2 separate regions of the Mus musculus genome follow, and region 1 is linked to region 2. Evidence: chromatin contacts called from public promoter capture Hi-C data. All regions are on one chromosome and are shown on one strand. The core of a region is the stretch at or near the end of the contact, and the rest is flanking DNA. Distances in the headings are between cores, read along the strand shown.

Region 1 (5,334 bases), core at 94-2,593, 170 kb before region 2:
TTAGCATATGATTTCTGTTTTGTGGAAGAAAATGGGCATTCAGAGGGTTTCAGGTTATTTTTCTGTTATTTTGGAGACAGGTCTGTAGTATGTAGTCCTTGACTGTCTTTATTTTCTTGCTCTTATTTAGAATGGGGCTGATTATTAATATTAATAAATTATCCTTAAATTTTTATATAGCTTCATGAACAGGAAACCAAACTTGAATGGATAATTTTTCATGAAGTATTAGTTACCACCAAAGTCTATGCAAGAATTGTGTGCCCAATCCGTTATGAATGGGTGAGAGACTTACTACCCAAGTTGCATGAACTTAATGCGCATGATTTGAGCAGTGTGGCTAGACGTGAAATGAGAGAAGATGCAAGAAGAAAATGGACAAATAAGGAAAATGTGAAACAGCTAAAGGGTGAGTGAATCATAGTTCTATTCTGTTTTTCTAAGAAGGGGTTTATGTTGTAGACCAGAGTGGCCTCAAAGGTCTGGTGATCCTTTACCACACCGTCCTCAACACTGGGGTTATAGGTGTTCTCTTAACTATGAAGCTGTCTTTCCCCCCTTTGGACAGGGTTTCTCTGTGTACTCCTGGCTGTCCTAAATCTCACTCTCTAGACCAGGCTGGGCTTGAAGTCAGAAATCTGCCTGCCTTTGTCTTCTAAGTGCTGGGATTAAAGGTGTGCACCATCACTGCCTGGCTCACTCCTTTGTTTTTCTTTTTCCCAGTTTTATTTATGTTGTCAGGATCAGCAGCAAGTGCCTTTATCTGCTGGCTCATGTACTTTTTGTTACTGTACTGGTTGTCCTAGGGTCTTGTTCATGTGAAGTGTACATTGTACCACTGAGCTCAGCACCTACATGCTTTTCAACCAGACTTTTGGTTAGACAACATTTAATTTCCTTTTGATCTTTTTTTGTAAGAAAAAATATTTGTATGTATATGATGTGTATATTTCTGGTTGACCATGCACACGTGGAGGTCAGAGGACATCCTCAGTTATTGGTGCTTGCTCAAGATAGGGTCTCTGGTTGCTACTATGTACTCCAGTCTAGCTGGCCTAGAGCTCATAGTTATTTTCCTTTCTCCACCTCCAATGCTATACAAGTGCATGCTACTGAACCGTCTCCTCAGTCCTTTTTTCTTAATGTTGAAAATAAGGTATATTTATACTATTTTCAGATGGAATATCAAAAGAAGTTCTAAAGAAAATGCAAAGAAGAAATGATGACAAATCCATATCAGATGCACGGGCTCGCTTCCTTGAGAGAAAGCAACAGAGAATCCAGGACCACAGTGACACATTAAAGGAAACTGGCTAAGCAGTGGACTATCCAATTCAGGAAGCAGGAAAGCAGCCAGGAAATGTGCTTCTGTTTTGCCAGTTATTTCCGACAGTACTATCAGAAGGAAGTGGTCAGCAGCTGTTCCTAGCCTGTGAGCCGAAAGCAAATCAGAATTTATAAATCACATCTCATCAATACTAACAAATGACATTTTGAAAGGAAAGATTGGGTTGCATAGTCATAGTACATGAATCCAATCAAAGATGATACAATATTTCCCTCACTTCTGTTTTGCTGGCCTTAACTGGTATCAAACAGTGTCACTGAGATATTTTCAAAGAACACTGAATTGTATTTAATCAGCGTGTATTCCATTTGCATTGAAGCATTAAAGATTATTTTCCTTAAATCTCTTCAAGGCCTTCTTATTGCTGTTAGAATAGTGTTGTATCAGGTATGTGACCATTTCAGAAGGCTGAACTTACATAGAGGTTTTACTCAGCAATACTTAGATGTCTAACAGTTTAATTGCTCCAGAGCTTTATAGGTATTTAAAGACTGATTAGTAAATAAAATTGCCTATGGCAGGACTTTCTTAAATTAATCCTACTCCTTAAAGTGATTTTTTTGGGATTATACAAATTCCTTTTTATATAAAAGTATATTGTTTAAAACAGTAGCTATAGCCATTAACCAAAGGACAGATGTGTATATGTGTGTGTGTGTATGTGTGTGTATGTATATGATACATAATATCACACACACACAAAGTTCTTTTTAGCTATTCCTACATACTTGTGTGTCAGCCCATGTATGTAGGTGTGACCGATTTCAAGCAGCCCCTCCACCTGGCCTTTCTCTCTCTCTCTCTGTCTCTGTCTCTCTGTCTCTGTCTCTCTCTCTCTCTCTCCCCTCTCCCTCTCTCCCTCTCTCCCTCTCTCCCTCTCTCCCTCTCTCCCTCTCTCCCTCTCTCTCTCTCCTGCACCTGCTTGAGTAGGACCATTTAAACACCTATTATGCTATTCTTGAGATGGGATTTTTCAAAGCGGCCAACACTTCACTAATGTTTCAAATCAAAACCTTGAGGCTAATATTACACTCAGGCCACACTCAGCACTTGCCTCCTCTTGTTTACTGCCTTGTATTGTAGTTATGTGTGTATATGTCTGTCTTTCTCATTAGATTATACGCTCCTTGTGGGCAGGGTCTGTCTTTTTCACCTTTGTACCTTTCATGGCATCTAGCATAGTGCTTTGCACATAGTCGTCACTCAGTGTTTGTTAATAAAGCTACTAGTGTCATTAAAACTCTATAGACAGTATGTGGATTTTTGTTTTCAGGTTTTTTAAAAAATTCTTTTTATGTAACCCTAGTTGGCCTGGTATTACTGTATAGAACAGGCTGACCTCAAACTCAGTTATCCTCCTGCTTCTCTCTGCCTCTCAGGTGGATTTTATATACTTGTGCCACTATACTTGGCAAGGTTTTATATCTTTAGTATAAAAATTACTCCTAATTTGTTTTGATAGGTAATTCTATCCTTTGGTATCCAAAAAGTTTAAGTTCAGTAGTTATACTTGAAGCCTTTCTGAAAAGATGGTGTTAGTCTGAATCCTGCTTTTCTTTGAAGGTAAGTAGTGATAATTAATTTATTGTTTCCAGTATCATGAATCTGCTTAAAAATCATTTAGGCTGGCCAGGCAGTGGTGGTGCATGCCTTTAATACCAGCACTTGGAAGGCAGAGACAGGCGGATTTCTGAGTTCAAGGCCAGCCTGGTCTACAGAATGACTACCAGGACAGCCAGGGCTACACAGAAAAACCAAAAGAAAAATCATTTAGGCCTTCCAGTTTTCATTTTCAGGTGTATTTTACCCTTAGAAAAGATGTGGGTAGATTCTTTGAATGAAAACTTTTATAGTTTTTTTGTTTAGCCTTATTTTTTATCTTCTGTGTATGGGTGTGAATTGTCTGCATATATGTCTGTGTACCACTTGTGTGCCTGGTGCCCCTGGAGACCAGAAGCAAGCACTAGATGCCCTGGAACTGGATTTACAGTTCCAGCCATACAAGTGCTATCAATCAAACCAGGGTCCTCTGAAAGAACAGCCAGTGCTTTTACCTGCTGAGCCATCTCTCCAGATTCTGAAAGCTCTTTTGAATCATAAAATATTAACCACCACATTCTACATCTATAGTCCAAATTCAAATTTCACCAGTTGTTCCAATAATCTCTTTTACTTTTTAAGCAGAATGAAAGTAAGCTATAGAGAAGAATTCCCAGGAGAGAGAAAGGGTTTCCAAGGGAGGAATAGGCCTAATATTTTGTTGTTTGTTTTGAGCCAGAGTTTCTCTCTGTAGCCCTGGCTGTCCTGGGTAGTTATTTTATATGGTACTAGTTTGGCTTTCTCTCCTTTTTCCTAAAACTATGTGTGCGCATGCTTACCAGCCCATGAGTAGGCCAGGGGTGGGCATCAGGTGTTAGCATCTGGCACTTTCAGCCTCATTGTTTTGAAACAAGGTATCTCACTGGAACTAGAGTGCTTACCAACTGACCAGAATGGCTGACCAGCAATTCCCAGGAATCATCTCCACCTCCCAGCACAGGGATTACAGGTCCAAGTGTGCCGAGGATCTGAACTCAGGTCTGCGTGCTTGCACATCAGTCTACCCAGTCCCACAATTAGACAATTGTTACTTGAGTGTTACATAAGCTATCAGAATCTCTTCTAGGTTATCACAGCTGAAAGTATAGGAACTTGCCCTCATTAGTGATACTAATCTTCACTAGATGGTTTTTAAGGAAAGTTTCTTCAACCTACTTCTTTTATAATTCCAAACTATTTTGGGGCTGGAAAGATGGCTCTTCGGGTAAAGGTATTGGCAATACAAGCCAAATAGAGCCTGCGTTTGAGTCCCTGAGCCCATGTCACTTAAAGAGACAAACAGTGCCAAGAAGTTGTCCTCTGACTTTAGTCTCTGTGCTATGGCACATAGGCCACACAAACACACCATGCCTACACCTATATAGCAATAAGTATTTCCCATGTAAAAAGTCATTTGAAGGGAAGATACTTTAGGATTATTAAAATACCACATCACAAAACACAAGGATCTATGTAAATTGTTGATTCTTGACAGACATAAAAACAAACCCAGTTTTATATGGTACTGGGGCCTCATAAATGCAATTATTTTACCAACTGAGTTATATTTCTAGTTTCAGGTACTTTTTAAATTTTATGCATTTATTTTTGGTATTATAAGGAAAAACATTCCTTGAAGAAGGAATTTCCAATAAACATGTGTGTTCTATGAACAACATGTACTAACACAGAAAGCTCCAGGGACACTCATAGACATATAATTTAAAAAGGAAAAATCTTTGGACTTGAGAGATGGGTGTCTTAGAGGCTAAAAGAACTTGCTGTTCTTCTAGAGAAGCAGAACTCAGTTCTTAGCATCCATTGTCCTCTCCTGGCCTCCATGGTTGTGTAAAACATGTACAAATCCAAGCAGACAGACACATCTGTACACGTGTGGTGACACCTGCCTTTAATACCAGCACTGGGCAGGCGGAGGCAGGCAGTTCTGTGTTTGAGGGTGGTCTGGTTTATACATAGTTGTTTCAGGTCACACAGATTTGCACAGATCCTGTCTCCCCACCTCCCAAACAAAACGAAAAACAAAACCTTGGGTTATTTGAGAAGGTGGACTAGCAGATTTACTTGGTGCATAGAGTATATATGTAGGAAAGAAATAATCTCAAAAGCCTAAAATCACAGGTCATGGAAACCCGTGGAGTGGGAACTATAGAACATACTGATTTGTTAGGAATGTCATTACAGCTTTGACATAATTGTGAGAATATTAATAAAATCCTCTCAATCTCTATTAAGAGGATTATTATGGGAATGTGTGATCTAATTAAGGCATGAAGTTGAAGAGTTAAGATAGTGGTTTTAGGGGGGGTTTGCCCAGGAAAGAATGGAAACTTGCCTTCAAATTACTAAACAAAAGGAAACAATGTTATACATGACTAATCATTTCATTA
Region 2 (5,044 bases), core at 2,543-5,042:
CTCCAAGTATTCTTCTCCTGCTCAGTGTCACGGATGCTTGGATCCCAGCATGCATGCCTGAGCCTGCTGTTTCCTTTGCCTGCCTGAGGATGCCTTGACCTTTACACTCATGGTGTTTTGGGCCAAATAATCCTTTGTTATGAGGGACTGTCTCACGCTTTAAGACACCTGGCCCTCTATACATTATATGTCCTTGGCAACTCCCAGTCTGTCAATCAAGTTATCTCAGGTGCCAAAGCAATTGCTTAGCAGAATGCCATTTGGCAGTATGCTTGAGGCTCTGAGTTCAACCTCTGGTAGTGCAAATAGCAATTATCATCTCCTAGCCATGGGCAGCTTAGTTGTAGATCATAGGCCTCTCATGTAGATTGTCCCGGATATATTCCCCAGTGCCACAAAAAGTGTGTGTATTCCACACTGGTGCCAAATGTAAAGAGGGTAAATCCATAGTCCACAGTCAGAATGTCCATTAGATTTCAGCTCCTATCCTCAGAAAACTTCCTGTGATTTGGTCAAATATTCCTAAGCCAGGGACTTCTCTGCATAGCAACAAACATGACATACACTTAAAGGTTGTTTTGATTTGGTTTTGGTTTCTTTTTTTTTTTTTTTTTTTTTTTTTTTTTTTTTTTACCCATTTATTTATTTATTATATTTAAGTACACTGTAGCTGTCTTCAGATGCACCAGAAGAGGGCGTCAGATCTCATTACAGATGGTTGTGAGCCACCATGTGGTTGCTGGGATTTGAACTCAGGACCTTCGGAAGAGCAGACAGTGCTCTTAACTGCTGAGCCATCTCTCCAGCCCTTGGTTTTGTTTTGTTGTTGTTGTTGTTCTTGTTGTTGTTGTTGTTCTTGTTGTTGTTTTGGTTTGGTTTGGTTTTTCGAGACAGGGTTTCTCTGTATAGCCCTGGCTGTCTTGGAACTCACTTTGTAGACCAGGCTGGCCTCGAACTCAGAAATCCGCCACCTCTGCCTCCCGAGTGCTGGGATTAAAGGCCTGCACCACCACGCCTGGCTAGAGTTTATCTTTATGTTTATAAATGTATGATTACCTCTGTTACTCCCCCTTTGCCCCTATTTTTTCTGGGAGTCTTCTGTAGCCCAGGCTGACTTCAAACATTCTTATGTAATTGAGGCTAACCTTAAACTTCTTAAACTTACCTCCACCTCCTGAGCCGGGATTAAAGATGTGCCCCACCAAGCTCAGTTTATGTGGCTTTGGGGATTAAATCCAAGACTTTTTGCATGCTGGACCAACTCAACTACCACCCTATCCCTGATGACCATCTTGTTTCTGCCAGCCCACAGAGGTCCACCTGCTCCTGCTGACCCATTCCCAGCATCTGTGAGCTTTTCAATTTCAGAGATCATGTGTATTGTTTACTGTTCTGAGCACCTGACAGCCTGACTCACACAGCAGATTCTCAGGAAATGACCACATGTGTTCAAATAAAGGTCCACCCTATAAAGTCAGCAGATCTTTTGTATAGCCAATATTCTTCTGTTTCCTTAGATTTTGAAGTTTCTAGGAAATTCTGCCATTTATCTACATTATATAGAAGTTGAAGTGCCTTCAATATTTGGACAACTTGGTTAAATTGTAGTATATTCTGTCCCCTATTCCTTTCTTTTAAACTGCATTAGCATGGTCCCCAAAAGAATCCTAGTGAGGGACTGGAGAAATAGCTCTGGCTTAAACACGCACATTGATGACTTGTAACCACCTGCAACTCCAGCTCCAAGGGACTCACTCCAGGCCTTTGACCTCTGAGGGCACCTGTCTGAGTGCACATACGTACATGCTGACACATATGCGTGCACATTATTCATTAGTATATATAAGCCCGCACATGCCTGTAATCCTGCCTTTGATCCTAGCACCCGGGAGGTAGTCACCAAATTTCTGAGTTCAAGGATAGCCTGGTCTACAGAGTTAGTTCTAGGACAACCAGGGCTACACAGAGAAACTTTGTCTAAATTACGTGTGTGTGTGTTATAGCTGAGTGGTTAAATAAACAAATCTTTAAATAATATAAGTTAATTAGATTTGGCTTCAACATCAGATACCAAAAGAGTTTTTAGTATTTTGTCAGTAATTAAATTATAATCACAGTCTCTCACCAATCATGACAAAATTTGTTTTCCTACACTTTGAAACAAGACATTGTTGCTTTGTTTTGTCTTTTGAGACAGCATCTCTATTCATAACTCTGGCTGTCTTCAAGCTCACCGAGATCAGCATACCTCTACACCTGCTAATATTAAAAGCAAGTACCTCCATGCCTAGCTCAAATAGGAAATGTTCTCTGGCTTTGGGTTGTTTTGTTTTTTTTTTTAATTTATTTACTTCTTATTTTTTTGAGACAGGGTTTCTTTGTGTAGCCTTGACTTTCCTTGAACTAGCTCTGTAGACCAGGCTGACCTCAAACTCACAGAGATCCACCTGCCTTTGTCTCCCAAATGCTAGGATTAACGAGGCCTGCCTAGATGTTTTAAAATATAAGTGTTCAAAATGAAAATTACCAATATGGCTGTAGCTGTAGCTCTGTGGTAGAGTGTTTACAGGGGATATTTAGCACTGTAACAAAAATAATAAATATAACCCTAAATCCTGAATGCATGGGTTCATGTAGCTCAGGTTTGTCTGGTTCAACTCAGAATGATCTTAAACTCTTTCCTTCCTTCCTTCCTTCCTTCCTTTCTTTTCTTTTCTTTTCTTTTCTTTTGTAACTTTCTCTCAACTATGCATTGTGGCTGCCTAGAATTCACAATATACACCAGGCTGACCTTGATATTTTTACTTACGTGTATGTGTGTATATCTTTGTGAGTAAATACCACATGTGTTTAAGTGACAGTGGAGACTGGAAGGTGTCAGAGTCCTTGGAGCTGGAGTTACAGATGGTCATTTGCCTGTGTGCGAGAAGCTCAGCTCAGATTCTCTGGAAGAACAGCCAGTACTCTTAACCACTGAGCCGCCTCTCCAGCCCCAGTGGACTGCTATTCTTAATATAAGTATGGAACAGCCTAGCTAAACATGACACCCTAAGTTCAATAATGCCTATTCCCCAATCATAATTAACAGCTTTATTTCTAGGGCAATTCTAGAAAGTAGTTGCTAATGTCAATAGGTTTAAGGGAAAATGTCCTTATTATCTAAATCAGTAGATAGATCTAAGTTATACTCTATAAATAATCAGATATAGTGGACCACTTACAAATTCTGAAAGATTAGAATATAGAAAATAGCTTTCTAATTTATGGTGTGTTTCTTAGCAGGTGGGCAGGGACAGAATTCTGTTGTTTTTAAAGATGTTGCTTGTGCATTGGTTTGTACTCTCTGAGTACGTCAGAGGGAAAGTCAGAGCCAAAGCACCAGCAAACCTGAGAGCTTGAAAGGCAGTGTTAACGTCTTGTTCCCTATTACTGTGATGACATAAACCTGATTTTTAATTCATTGTAGACTTACATTGTAAGAAATACGTGAGACCTGTGAATATTTCTTAAAGTACAGAACCAAATGATAAAAATTGTAATTATAAAATGACATGTTCCGGAATTCTCACCAAATAGAGGCTAAGAATTCCCAGAAAATAACATTAAGCCTGTGACTTGCAATAAGCCATATGCAGAACATTGGCTTGTTGTCAGCTTGCCAGGGTCTGATTGGAAGACAAAGTCCCCAGTTTTACCACACAGGAGAAGTTTCCATAACTCAGTCATTGAACTCGAGGGCTGGGGGATGGGCTTGGCTGGAACAGGGACTTTTCACCAGTTACAGAATGTTCCATGCTCTTCTTCGCTGTCTCCTAACAACAGTTAACTTGATGTTTGACCTCAGAGTCAGGCTTGCCTGTGGCAAGAGAGAGCATTTGAACCAGTTAGTAATTAAGCTCTGAAGTCGGAATGTTGTTTCTTGTTCTTCACTCTATGGAAAGTAGTTAGAATGAGCTATGTCAGCCTAGACCACAGGAGGAAGACTCAACCTTTTCTTATTTTTCTGTTTGAGTTGCTTGTTTGTTTTTGTTTTTGTTTTGGGGTGTTTTTGGGCATCTTTTGTTGCTGGTGCTGCTGCTGCTGCTTCTGTTGAATGAGGGTCTTACTCGGTAGCCCTGGCTAGCCCTGGCTAGCCTGTAACTCACTTCATGTAAACCCGGCTGTCCTTGAAGTCACAGAATTCTGTCTGGGCTTAAAGGGATGGGCTACCTTGCATGGCTATTTTTTATTACTATTATTATAAAATGTAATCTAGTTCATGTCTCTGATTCTGTTTTACGCTGGTCATTATGAAAGTAATTTTCTTAAAAGGTTATAGAAGTCTGAACCAAGCCGGGCGTGGTGGCCCACGCCTTTAATCCCAGCACTCGGGAGGCAGAGGCAGGCGGATCTCTGAGTTCGAGTCCAGCCTGGTCTACAGAGTGAGTTCCAGGACAGCCAGGGCTACACAGAGAAACCCTGTCTGGAAAAAAAAACAAAAAACAAAGTCTGGCCCACCAGTATTCATTCCGTGATCTGAGAAAGGATTACTAGCTTAGAACCCCACTGTGGTGACGCAGCTGTGGTGGCGCAGTTCTGACTTTAAAGTTACCTCCCTCTGCAGTTGATGATAGCTTCCCTTCTTGTGTCTGTGGTAATCTGCAGAAACTCTTCCATGTTTCTGTCATAGATGCTGGGATGCAGCATAGCTAGACTGCTGATGAGAAATGGATATTTTATTAGGAAGTTAGCACTATCAGAGCATTTCAGTGGAATATTAAAGTAAAAATCCAGTTTGTTAGATAATACAGGGTAAAACAAAAGGCGGTCAGGAATTCCTGACACATTTTAATTACCCTACTTCTTAGATACATAAACCTATTCTTTTTTTAATTTATTTATTTATTATAGGTAATTACACTGTAGCTGTCTTCACACACCCCAGGAGAGGGCATCAGGTCTCATTAAGGTGGTTGTGAGCCACCATGTGGTTGCTGGGATTTGAACTCAGGACCTTTGGAAGAGCAGTCAGTGCTCTTAACCACTGAGCCATCTCTCCAGCTCA

What was found. Capture Hi-C pulls out chosen DNA fragments and counts their contacts.
Region 1: a contact with region 2 is called in a promoter capture Hi-C map of adipose tissue. The contact joins two enhancer-like sites. A contact is called at or near these places in 2 of 115 datasets of contacts at active chromatin or transcription factors (the HPC-7 cell line and embryonic stem cells) and 2 of 9 other capture datasets (adipose tissue and liver).

Annotation. Positions count from the first base shown.
Region 1 is chr11:86,766,105-86,771,438 of GRCm38.p6, reverse strand. It overlaps Dhx40 (DEAH (Asp-Glu-Ala-His) box polypeptide 40), which reads left to right. Exons shown (of 18, transcript NM_026191.2): 17 at 181-409; 18 at 1,178-2,590. The coding sequence ends at 1,317. All of the region lies in intron 2 of Gm42085 (a long non-coding RNA gene), which reads right to left. Among named protein-coding and RNA genes, the nearest start is that of Gm42085, 11 kb to the right of the region's middle. Within about 2 kb of position 1,343, at least 1 of the 459 cell types and tissues checked has an H3K27ac peak or open chromatin away from gene starts, as enhancers often do. A contact at or near this core is called in adipose tissue, where this site is marked.
Region 2 is chr11:86,595,084-86,600,127 of GRCm38.p6, reverse strand. All of the region lies in intron 10 of Vmp1 (vacuole membrane protein 1), which reads left to right. Gm46289 (a long non-coding RNA gene) reads right to left here. Exons shown (of 2, transcript XR_001780284.2): 2 at 1,633-5,044. Among named protein-coding and RNA genes, the nearest start is that of Gm46289, 7.0 kb to the right of the region's middle. Within about 2 kb of position 3,792, at least 45 of the 459 cell types and tissues checked have an H3K27ac peak or open chromatin away from gene starts, as enhancers often do. A contact at or near this core is called in adipose tissue, where this site is marked.